Regions from separate parts of the Sus scrofa genome. Here region 2 is linked to region 1. A link is a contact called in public HiChIP or PLAC-seq data. All regions are on one chromosome and are shown on one strand. The core of a region is the stretch at or near the end of the contact, and the rest is flanking DNA. Distances in the headings are between cores, read along the strand shown. Region 1 holds the start of RPS6KA4 (ribosomal protein S6 kinase alpha-4). Region 2 overlaps STIP1 (stress-induced-phosphoprotein 1).

Evidence for each region. HiChIP or PLAC-seq counts read pairs in DNA pulled down with a chosen protein or histone mark.
Region 2: an H3K27ac HiChIP or PLAC-seq map of alveolar macrophages shows a contact between it and region 1. The contact joins the enhancer-like site here to the promoter of RPS6KA4 in region 1. A contact is called at or near these places in 2 of 5 promoter capture datasets (fetal liver and liver), 3 of 47 Hi-C or Micro-C datasets (omental adipose tissue, retroperitoneal adipose tissue and subcutaneous adipose tissue) and 2 of 2 datasets of contacts at active chromatin or transcription factors (alveolar macrophages and skeletal muscle).

Annotation. Positions count from the first base shown.
Region 1 is chr2:7,763,266-7,767,872 of Sscrofa11.1, reverse strand. RPS6KA4 (ribosomal protein S6 kinase alpha-4) reads left to right here and starts at 2,572. Exons shown (of 16, transcript XM_005660758.3): 1 at 2,572-2,740; 2 at 3,610-3,828; 3 at 3,921-4,036; 4 at 4,574-4,607. The coding sequence starts at 2,686.
Region 2 is chr2:7,922,310-7,926,916 of Sscrofa11.1, reverse strand. STIP1 (stress-induced-phosphoprotein 1) reads left to right here. Exons shown (of 15, transcript XM_003353794.4): 2 at 1,187-2,174. The coding sequence starts at 2,166. Among named protein-coding and RNA genes, the nearest start is that of STIP1, 14 kb to the left of the region's middle. Within about 2 kb of position 2,001, at least 60 of the 83 cell types and tissues checked have an H3K27ac peak or open chromatin away from gene starts, as enhancers often do. A contact at or near this core is called in alveolar macrophages, fetal liver, omental adipose tissue and 1 more, where this site is marked.

The DNA.
Region 1 (4,607 bases), core at 1,323-3,822:
GGCCGGTGCCCACCAACAGCTCCCTGCTGGGGCTCTGCCCTGCGGCCCGTGCTCAGGAGGCGGTCTCTGGGGAACCCCTCCGCTGGAGGAGGCAGGCAGGAATGGGCGAGGGAGCCCCCTCTCCGGTCCCGGCGGGGAGCCAAGGACCATTCCCTGGGGACTGTGGGCTGGGCCCACCTCTGAGCCTTAGCTGGGATGTGAGGGGCCCATGAATAAAGCCGGGCTGTAAATGCCTGAACCTGCGCTCTGTGTCTACTGGCCGCATCCAGGAGCAACTCGGGGCCAGGGACACCGGTGGCCTGGAGTCAACCTCTGCTGGCAGGGAGCTGTGGCCATTGGCTTCCTTGCCCAGTCTTCAGAGGGGGCTGGCCTGGTGTCTCAGGGAGGTGGGGGGGCATTCTAGGAGCCAGCAGTGGGTGGGGTCTGAGCCTCCACTCAGCCTTTGCTTAAAAGGTGGGGTCAGGGCCCACCCCCCCCTCCCGTGTATCTTCTTCTCTCCTTTCACTTCTCCTGCCTCTTCATTCTTTTTTTTTTTTTTTTGTCTTTTTGCCTTTTCTAGGGTTGCTCCCCTGGCATATGGAGGTTCCCAGGCTAGGGATCCAATCGGAGCTGTAGCCACTGCCGGCCTACACCACAGCCACAGCAACGCGGGATCTGAGCTGCGTCTGCGACCTACACCACTGCTCATGGCAACGCCGGATCCTTAACCAATGAGCAAGGCCGGGGATCAAACCCGAAACCTCATGGTTCCTAGTTGGATTCGTTAACCACTGCGCCATGGTGGGAACTCTCCTGCCTCTTCCTTCTTTCTCCAATGAGCCTTTGGGGCTGAGACCCTCCCCAGGGAGTTTACAGCCCCAGGGGTGTCACCTAGGGCCAGGGCCTGTTGGGGAGGGACGCATGAGGCGGGAAGGCCACTGGGGTCTCGACCAGGGCCTCTAAGATGATACCCGGGAAGGGGGCAATTAGTCCGGGTGACAGGATTACAGGACGTGAGTCAGGGCACCTGGGACTGCCCAGGGTAGGGTGGGGCTGCGGGGCTGAGGCGAGGCACCTGAATCTGAGGGCGGGAAGAGCTGGGAGGGCTGGGCCAGCCTCCCCATTGGTGACCCGTGGTAGCCTGACTCACAGGGTTTCCACAGTCCCTGCCCCCCCACCCCGCCTCCCTGGGGATAACCCACTGTTCTGTCCCCCTCCTCTCAGCCTGAGCTTCCCGGGCTGGTGGCGTGGGAGCACACGCCCTAGCTTCCAGCAGGGCTGAGCTGCTGGAAGCCTCCTCCCATAGGCCTTCGGGGAGGGGCTCTGATGGCTGCCCCAGGCTGTTGGTGGCCCCTTCAACGGTCAGGGAGGGGATGAGGCTCTGAAACACAGGCCAGCCAGGGGTCCTGGGCCCGATGGGGAAAGGAAGCCATTCTGGTGTGGCTCTGACATCTTTTTGAGGTCTACTCTGTGCCAGGCTTGGGGATGACAGGGGACAGAACCAAGGGAGGTGCGTGGCACCGGCGGGGCCGCGAAGGGTGGCTGGAGGCTGAGGCGCTCTTACAGGTCTGCTCAAGAGAGATTCGGTCAGAAAATTGGCTGCCCCTCCCTGCTGGGGGTCAGGCGGGGCTCCCTCTCAGTGTCCCCTGCAGGTGGTCCTCTGGGTAGGGGGAGCCCAGAGACAGGGCTTGGTCTTCAGGGTGCCTGGGCCCCCAGGCCTTCCCTGCACAGGCAAGTCCGCAGAGAGAGGATCTCTGGCTGTTCAGGGTATAGACAGGGACCCAAACACCCTCCCAGCCTGCCCAGCACCAAGATCGAGAGCCACAGAGTGAGGTGCTAAGCTGAGGCTGCGCTGGCAGCAGCTGGAGAAGGGTGGCCGTGCGGCCTCAGGCTGCTCATCTGTCAAGGGGATCTATAGATCCCCTCTCCTATTTGCTGCAGTCAAGGAATGATCAAAAACAGCTTGTGATTTTTTTTTTTTTTGGTGCTGAAACCCGGGACTGAGTGGTTTTTTTTTTTTTTTTTTTTTGGCTGCACCTGAAGCATGGAGAAGTTTCTGGGCTGGGGATCGAATTCCAGCCCCGGCTGCAACTTATGCCACAGCAGCAGCAATGCTGGATCCTTAACCCACCGCTGGGGCCAGGGATGGGACCCTCCGCACCACGGAGACAGCAAGGGATCCTTAACCTGATGCACCACAGCAGGAACTGCCCGTGGGTTGTGATTTTAAGAAAATCCTTCACTTTCGCTGGTGGCTAAGAATTGGACAGAGCTGCTTGGCTGCCCTTAGGCCTGGCATCCCGGACGGGGAGGCCTCTAAATCCCGAGTGGGACTCCCAGTCCCCTTGGGGCGCAGCCTGAGGCAGACACCTGGCTTGGGAGTGTCCACCCCATGGAGGCTCCAGGTTATCCACGGAGTCCAGGCATGGGATATTCGCAGGTCCCCTGGGGTCCCCGAGCGCACAACCCTGGCGCCAGCCCCGCGCGCCCGCGGGAGACGGACCGCCCCCGCCCGCCCACCGGCGGCCCGGCGCTGTCACGTTCCAGCGCCTGACTCAGGCCGCACGGGGCGGGGAGCCGGGAGGCGGCGCCGGCGCCCGCCTGGGCCCCGGAGGCGGCACCAGGAAGCGCCCGCCCCGGCCGGAGCCGCCATGTAACCGGCGCCGCCCGGAGCCGAGCCTCGCGGGCCCCAGCGACCCGCCCGCCATGGGGGACGAGGACGAGGACGAAGGCTGTGCGGTGGAGCTGCGGATCACCGAAGGTGGGGCAGGGGCGGCGGGGGCGCAGGCCGGGGGAGGGTGGTCCAGGCCGGCCGGGAGGGTTCGTGCACTGGCTGGGCTCATTTGCCCCCTGTGCCCGCAGCCAACCTGACCGGGCACGAGGAGAAGGTGGGCGTGGAGAACTTCCAGCTGCTCAAGGTGCTGGGCACGGGAGGTGAGGACCCCCCCCATCCACCGGCAGGTGTCCCAGGCGTGGTGCCCTGGGCCACCCGCCCCGCACCCGCCCGGGCCGGGCCAGGCCACCCACAGTGTCCCCCACCCTCTCCTGGCACAGCCCGCTTTGCCAGCCTTGCCCTGCCCTGCCAAGGTTTGCACGCCCACTCCCGGGGCTGCTCCACGTTGACACTGCTTCTCCCTGGAAGGTCCTTCCAGGTTTGCCAACACTCTTGGGGGCTTGTACCCGCCTGTGTGATTCCAGGGTTCCTCCTCTAGAGAGATGAGAGCCCTCTCCCCTGCTTTGCAAACTGCCCCCCTCGGGTTTGACCATCCCTCCCCTCTGCACGCACCTCTGCCTCCCTTCCTGGGCTTTGCATCCTCTTGCATTTGTCTGATCAGCCACAGGTTTGCACATGCCCCGCCCCCACCCTGCGCTGCAGGCCTCCTGGGGTTGCGTGTCCCCCCCAGCCTGGTTTACACACTGCACCCCCACCCACCCGGTTTTGCTGAGCACCCTCCGGGGGTGTGCACACCTTTTCCTTAGAGCTCTGCCAGCTTTTGCACACCTGCCTCTCACCCCAGCTCCTTCCCCGCCACTTGCACACCCTCCCGGGGTGGTGTCACTCCCACCCTCACCAGTCTGCACCACCCTCCTGCTCACGGCCTACTCTCCGCCCACTCGCCGCTCCCGCAGCCTACGGGAAGGTGTTCCTGGTGCGGAAGGCAGGCGGGCACGACGCGGGGAAGCTGTATGCCATGAAGGTGCTGCGCAAGGCGGCTCTGGTGCAGCGGGCCAAGACGCAGGAGCACACACGCACGGAGCGCTCCGTGCTGGAGCTGGTGCGCCAGGCACCCTTCCTGGTCACGCTGCACTACGCCTTCCAGACTGATGCCAAGCTGCACCTCATCCTGGGTAAGGGCAGGCACGTGCCAACCTTGGGGGCCACGGTGGCAGGTGGAGCGACCCTTGGGGGCCACTCCCCAACCTCCACCCCCCCTCCCCAGACTATGTGAACGGCGGAGAGATGTTCACCCACCTCTACCAGCGCCAGTACTTCAAGGAGGCCGAGGTGCGCGTGTACGGGGGCGAGATCGTGCTGGCCCTGGAGCACCTGCATAAGGTGGGTGAGGACCTGGCCACCTGCCCGTTGCCGTGGGGACTGGGTCTGGGCCTTAGAAGAGTCCTGTGAATATAGCAGCCGGGGGCTTCCTTTGGGGAGGTGCCCTGGGAGGGAACTGGAGCTGCTTCTGTTAGGCCTCCTGGAAGGAAGGCCTTGTGTTGCCTGGTTGGGGGGGGGGTCTCTCCTCCCCTCGCACCTCCTCGAAGGGGCTTTCCTGTCGCGGGAACTCCGGGCTGCTTCCTGGGGCCATGTTCACAGAACTTCCTCAAATAGAGAGCTCACGCCTTGGCTCCCAGAGCCAGCATGAAATGAGGCTTCGCATGGCTTTCCTCTCTCTGGGACCTCAGGCCCCACTCCCTCGCATCTCCTTTCTTGCTTTCATATCTTAAGTGGCTTTTTCTATCCAATGGCCTAGGTCTGCCCCCGGCCACCCTTGCTCGGGAGATCCGCTTCCCCAGGGATCTGGTGCAGGGATGGGAGCTGTAGCAGCGGGGGGAGGCGGGGGAGGAATCCTCAGTGCCTTCTTGCTCCTGCCAGCTGGGCATCATCTACCGAGATCTGAAGCTGGAGA
Region 2 (4,607 bases), core at 752-3,251, 160 kb before region 1:
ATATGAAGGTTTCTTGGGAATTCCTGATGTGGCTCAGTGGTAATGAACCCGACTAGTATCCACAAAGATACAGGTTGGATCCCTGGCCTCTCAGTGGGTTAAGGATTGGCGCTGCCATGAGCTGTACTGTAAGTCAAAGATGCGGCTTGTTTGATGGATTAATAATTGCCTTCTACGGGCTAGACACTGTACAATGCACCTGGAAAACAAAGATAAAGGAAAACAAACATAAGGCTGGTCGTGGGCCTTACAAAATGTTGTACGGGTAGCCAAGCCACTGGTTTAATGTGACTGGACACATGTGTAGCCTGTGATGTTATGAGAGTAAATGACATGTTGGGGGCAGGTCAGGAAGGAACCTTGACAGCTCACCTCAGCCCGAAAGACCAAAAAAGATGTTACCCTGGCAGGTTGGTGGAAGTGGGGGTGCCAGCAGAGGAAACATCTTGCAGGCAGGCCTGGAGTGAAGGAACCCACCTAGTTCAAGGAAGAGACATGTCAGTGCGGTGCTGAAAGTGGAAGATGGGAAAGAAGAGCTGGGAAAAGTAGGCCTGCCGTATCAGATAAGCCAAGGCCAAGTCCCAATCTAAAATCCCCCAAGAGCTTTTGAGGGGGTGGGGGTTATCAGGCATGCAGACCTGCAGTGACCTTGGCTTCAGTGCCAAGATGGGTCAGACGGCTGGGAGGGAAGAGGAAGCTGAGGAGACAAGCTATTGGCATAGAGAGCAGTTAAAACCCTGGGAAGGAAGAGCATTAACCAGAAAGGGGTACAAAATAAATGTCACAGCAGGGTCCAAGACTCTCATCCAAGCTCCCGCCAGACCCCAGTTATGCAGCTTTGTTCCCTTAACCACACACATTGGTCCAGGGCGAAAAATAACTTTTCAAGGGGAGTTCCCATCCTGGCTCAGCGGTTAAGGAACCTGACTAGCATCCACGAGGACGCAAGTTCCATCCCTGGCCTCGTTCAGTGGGTTAAGGATCCAGTGTTGCCCTGAGCCGTGGTGTAGGTCACAAACGCGGTTCGGATCCCACCGTTGCTGTGGCTGTGGTGTAGGCCGGCAGCTACAGTTCTGATTTGACCCCCTAGCCTGGGAATCTCCATATGCTGCGGGTGCGGCGCTAAAAAGACACAAAATTAAAACAAAAAACTTCTCAAGGCCTATACCCTTTCTCTTCTCTCCAGGCACCTGCCCTGCCCCTCGCTGAGATTTCAGGATCCGGATTACCAACCCCTCTCTACCCAAGCGGCTCAGAGAGGGTGCGCGTCTCCATCCACGGCACCGCCGCGGTGAGATCGCAGGCCTGTCCTACCAAAGCCCAGTGCCCTCGCCACCTCGCGGGATTTTGGAAAACGCAGAACACAAGGGCGGGATCCGGGAAGCCCTCCTGAGGCCCACCCAAACGGCCACAACCCCCCAGCCCCCCACCGGCTAGGACCCCCGAGCTCGATGCACGGGCGAAGGGCCAGGGCTGTCGGCCGCCTCGGAAAAACGAACAGCCTCAGCTGGACTCGCCGCCGCCCCCTCCGCCAAGAGAGGCCAGAGGCGGCCCGGAGCTCCTGCAGCCTCGCTCGCAGCAGAGGATGGCTGGGACCTCTAACTCTCAGAGACCAAGACTGCAGTGACACCCCACCAAGCTCTCTGAAGGGCAGCCATTTAAACCTATCATAGCAAGGTGTCTGCAACTCACCGCCCAATTGAAATTTTTTTTAACCTGAAGGCGGTTCTGTCAGGGAGTCCGTCAGCCCAATGGGAGACGTGGAAATTTCCAGAAAGAACAGGACCAATGGGTGCGGCTAGCGCGGCTACGACTGGCGGACCAAGCGACCAATAATAGTCGCAGAGGTCCACCCCTCCCTCCAATCGTAGAGCCAAAGATGGGTGGGGCTTGTCGGGGAGAACCCAATCCCGAGGCGCGGGGGAGGCAGGGCTGCGGGGATTACTCTCCAGGCCCAATGAGAGAGAAGCAAAGATGATGGGCTAGACTTCAAGCCAATAGTAGAAAAGCTCAGAAAGTCCCCCAGAGGAGCACGACCAGTGAGCCGGCGAGGAAGGGGCGGGATCTGGGGGTCCCGGCAGCTTCTAGTAGGTTCCAGAAGGCGGCGCGTGCGGTTGGGAACGCGGAGCAGACGGAGTCTATTCAACGGGGTTCCGGGCCGGACTATGGAGCAGGTGAAGGGGGAGGGGTGGGCTGAGGCCTGGGGCCGCTCGGGGACCGGCCGTGGCCGGGTGGAGGAGCGAGGCGGGCACCCGATCGGGGCGGCTGGGTTTGGGGCTCGGGCCGGGGCGGCCTAGTAGTCGGGGCAGCAAGAGAGTGAGAGCCGCGGCGGGTGGGGAGCAAGGCCTGGCCGTGGAGAGTGAGGCCTGGCCGCGGGGAGCGCCAGGGCTCCTCAGCTCCCGTGGTCTCCCGACTCGGCGAGGAGGGGTAGGGGAGTCATCAGTTCGGCGTAAGTCCGGCCCGCGGCAGGAAGAGGGACCGCGGCCAGGAACCGGAGGCCTCCCGTGAAGTGGGTTTAAGCTGAGCGGGGCGCTGGCGCCCGCGGCACTGGGAAGGATGGAGCTGGGCGAGGGGCCTTGCGAGAGGCAGGAAGGATGATCAGGTCATTTGGAAGGGAGACGGGAGATTGCCGACCAAGACTTGGCCCGAGTTAACTTGGAGGAATGCAGGGAGCAGGGACGAGAATACCCTGTAAGCAGCTGAGGCACTTAGGAATCAGTTGGGGAGAGTTCTACTTCTCTGCATCTGAAAAGGCCGAGATGGAAGAATGCAGAGTGAGGGTAGGATGTGCAGCAGGCCAACTAATTTGCCTTCTGCTGGAAAGGGGAGGGTGCAGCAAAAGCCCTTGGAATGAATTCCGTCTTTGCCAGTGTTTTACATGTCTGTGTGCCGCCCGTTCTCCTCCTTGTGGGTTTGGGTTTTGGTTTTGTTTGTTTGTTTGTTTGGGGTTTTTTTTGGTTATAACTGAGAATTCAAGCTTCTAAAAGGTCGGTTTCTAGTTACACAAGGAGTTAGTCTCTGTAGAAAACTTGAAATACATAGGTAAGGAGCAAGAAGTAAGTTACTTGGCTCCCCTCATCCCCTCAGCATTATTGGGGGGCTGAGTTGGAAGCTGCTGGTTGCTTTCAGTGACTTAATTATACTCTCTGGGGCCCAAAGGTTGTGAAAAGCCTAAAGAGGTTTTTTTATTCAACTAGAAGCTGTTATTGAGTTGGAATGATGGATCTGGGGGCCAAAGAAAACAGCTTGGGTTTTTGATCTACAAAGCCAGACCTTTCGAGCTAGTGTAGCTGTTGCTCTTTAGCTTAACCTGGAGCCTCTTTGCTAAATTTTCAAAGACGGAAGTGGAGATTAAGAATTTAATTAACGTTTTGTGCCCTCCTGGTAATTTGTTTGGGATTAAATAGGCTGTGATGTAGACAAACGGGTCTGATGTGGAAAACACGTTACTGTGTTAAATTTAAGAAAAGGTCTCCTCTGGTGACTATCAAAATAGAGAATTTTTTTAATGACATTGCCCGTTGTAGAAGAACACACGTAGATAGCCTGGGAGTGAGTGTGTGACTCGACTCAGAGCTGCACGTTTACAATGATCGTTGTACAGATAGCGTTTTTACTCCAGATGTGTCAATAGCCTGCTCTCTTGCACCCACTTACACATAACTACTTTTTGTTTTCATTTTCGGGGATCCACGTTTTGGTTTTGGGAAATACTCGAGTTGGACAGATTTGGGTGTCTAGAATTGTATTTTTTAAGCTAAGTAGCTTCCATATAGATCTCGCAGTGATGCATTTTTCAGATTTGTCCCAGTAGTCACATATAACATGTTCAGTAAAATAATCATTCTTATCGTGTGCCCCATTTTGGTGTTCTCTGTTGATCAGCTCTTTCGAAGTGCTGGTTATGACCTACAGACTTGCTTTCCTGACCTTGCAGATGGTGCTCAGTTTGGAAAACATTGGGGGGCATAGGCAGGAAAGTCACCAGCCAAGCTCTTCTCAGCTGCTTCATGGCACTAGTTGAATTTTTTAACTTTTTGCCTTCTGGCCTGCATCCTGGGCTTGTAAGATTTTTATCCCTTGCTTGCCAAATTTTTCGGTCTCTTTCTTTTTCCCGCTAAAAAGTTTCCTAAGATCTGTCTGGTTGATGGGGTTCCAGAGTGGTGTGCCTCGGGTTTTCAGAGCCATTTCTCATAACAGTTCTTTCTAGTGTCAGTACACTGGGCAGATGATAGATAGCAGGAAAGAATGACTTAGTAACTTGAGTGACACAGCTTCATCTCACAAGGTGTGGGTGCATTCGAGGGATGGCCTGCCCCTCTGGGGGGGTTCCCTGGTCAGGAGAAGACCCTATTGTGATATGGCCAAGGTCTGCTTCACTTCAACCTTTTGGTGAAGAGCCTGCTGTTGTGAACATTTGGAAGGATAGAGGATTGAACCACAAATGGTGGGGGTTTTTTTATACCTCATCCATTGTTTTGGCAATATATTTAAGCATGGCAAAAACTGATGTTTTTCCCTAGCTTTTCTTTACTCATTAAGGAATAGCTGTAATCTACTGTGTTGTGAAGTATTACCACACCTGTAAATGGAACTAGATTGTTCTC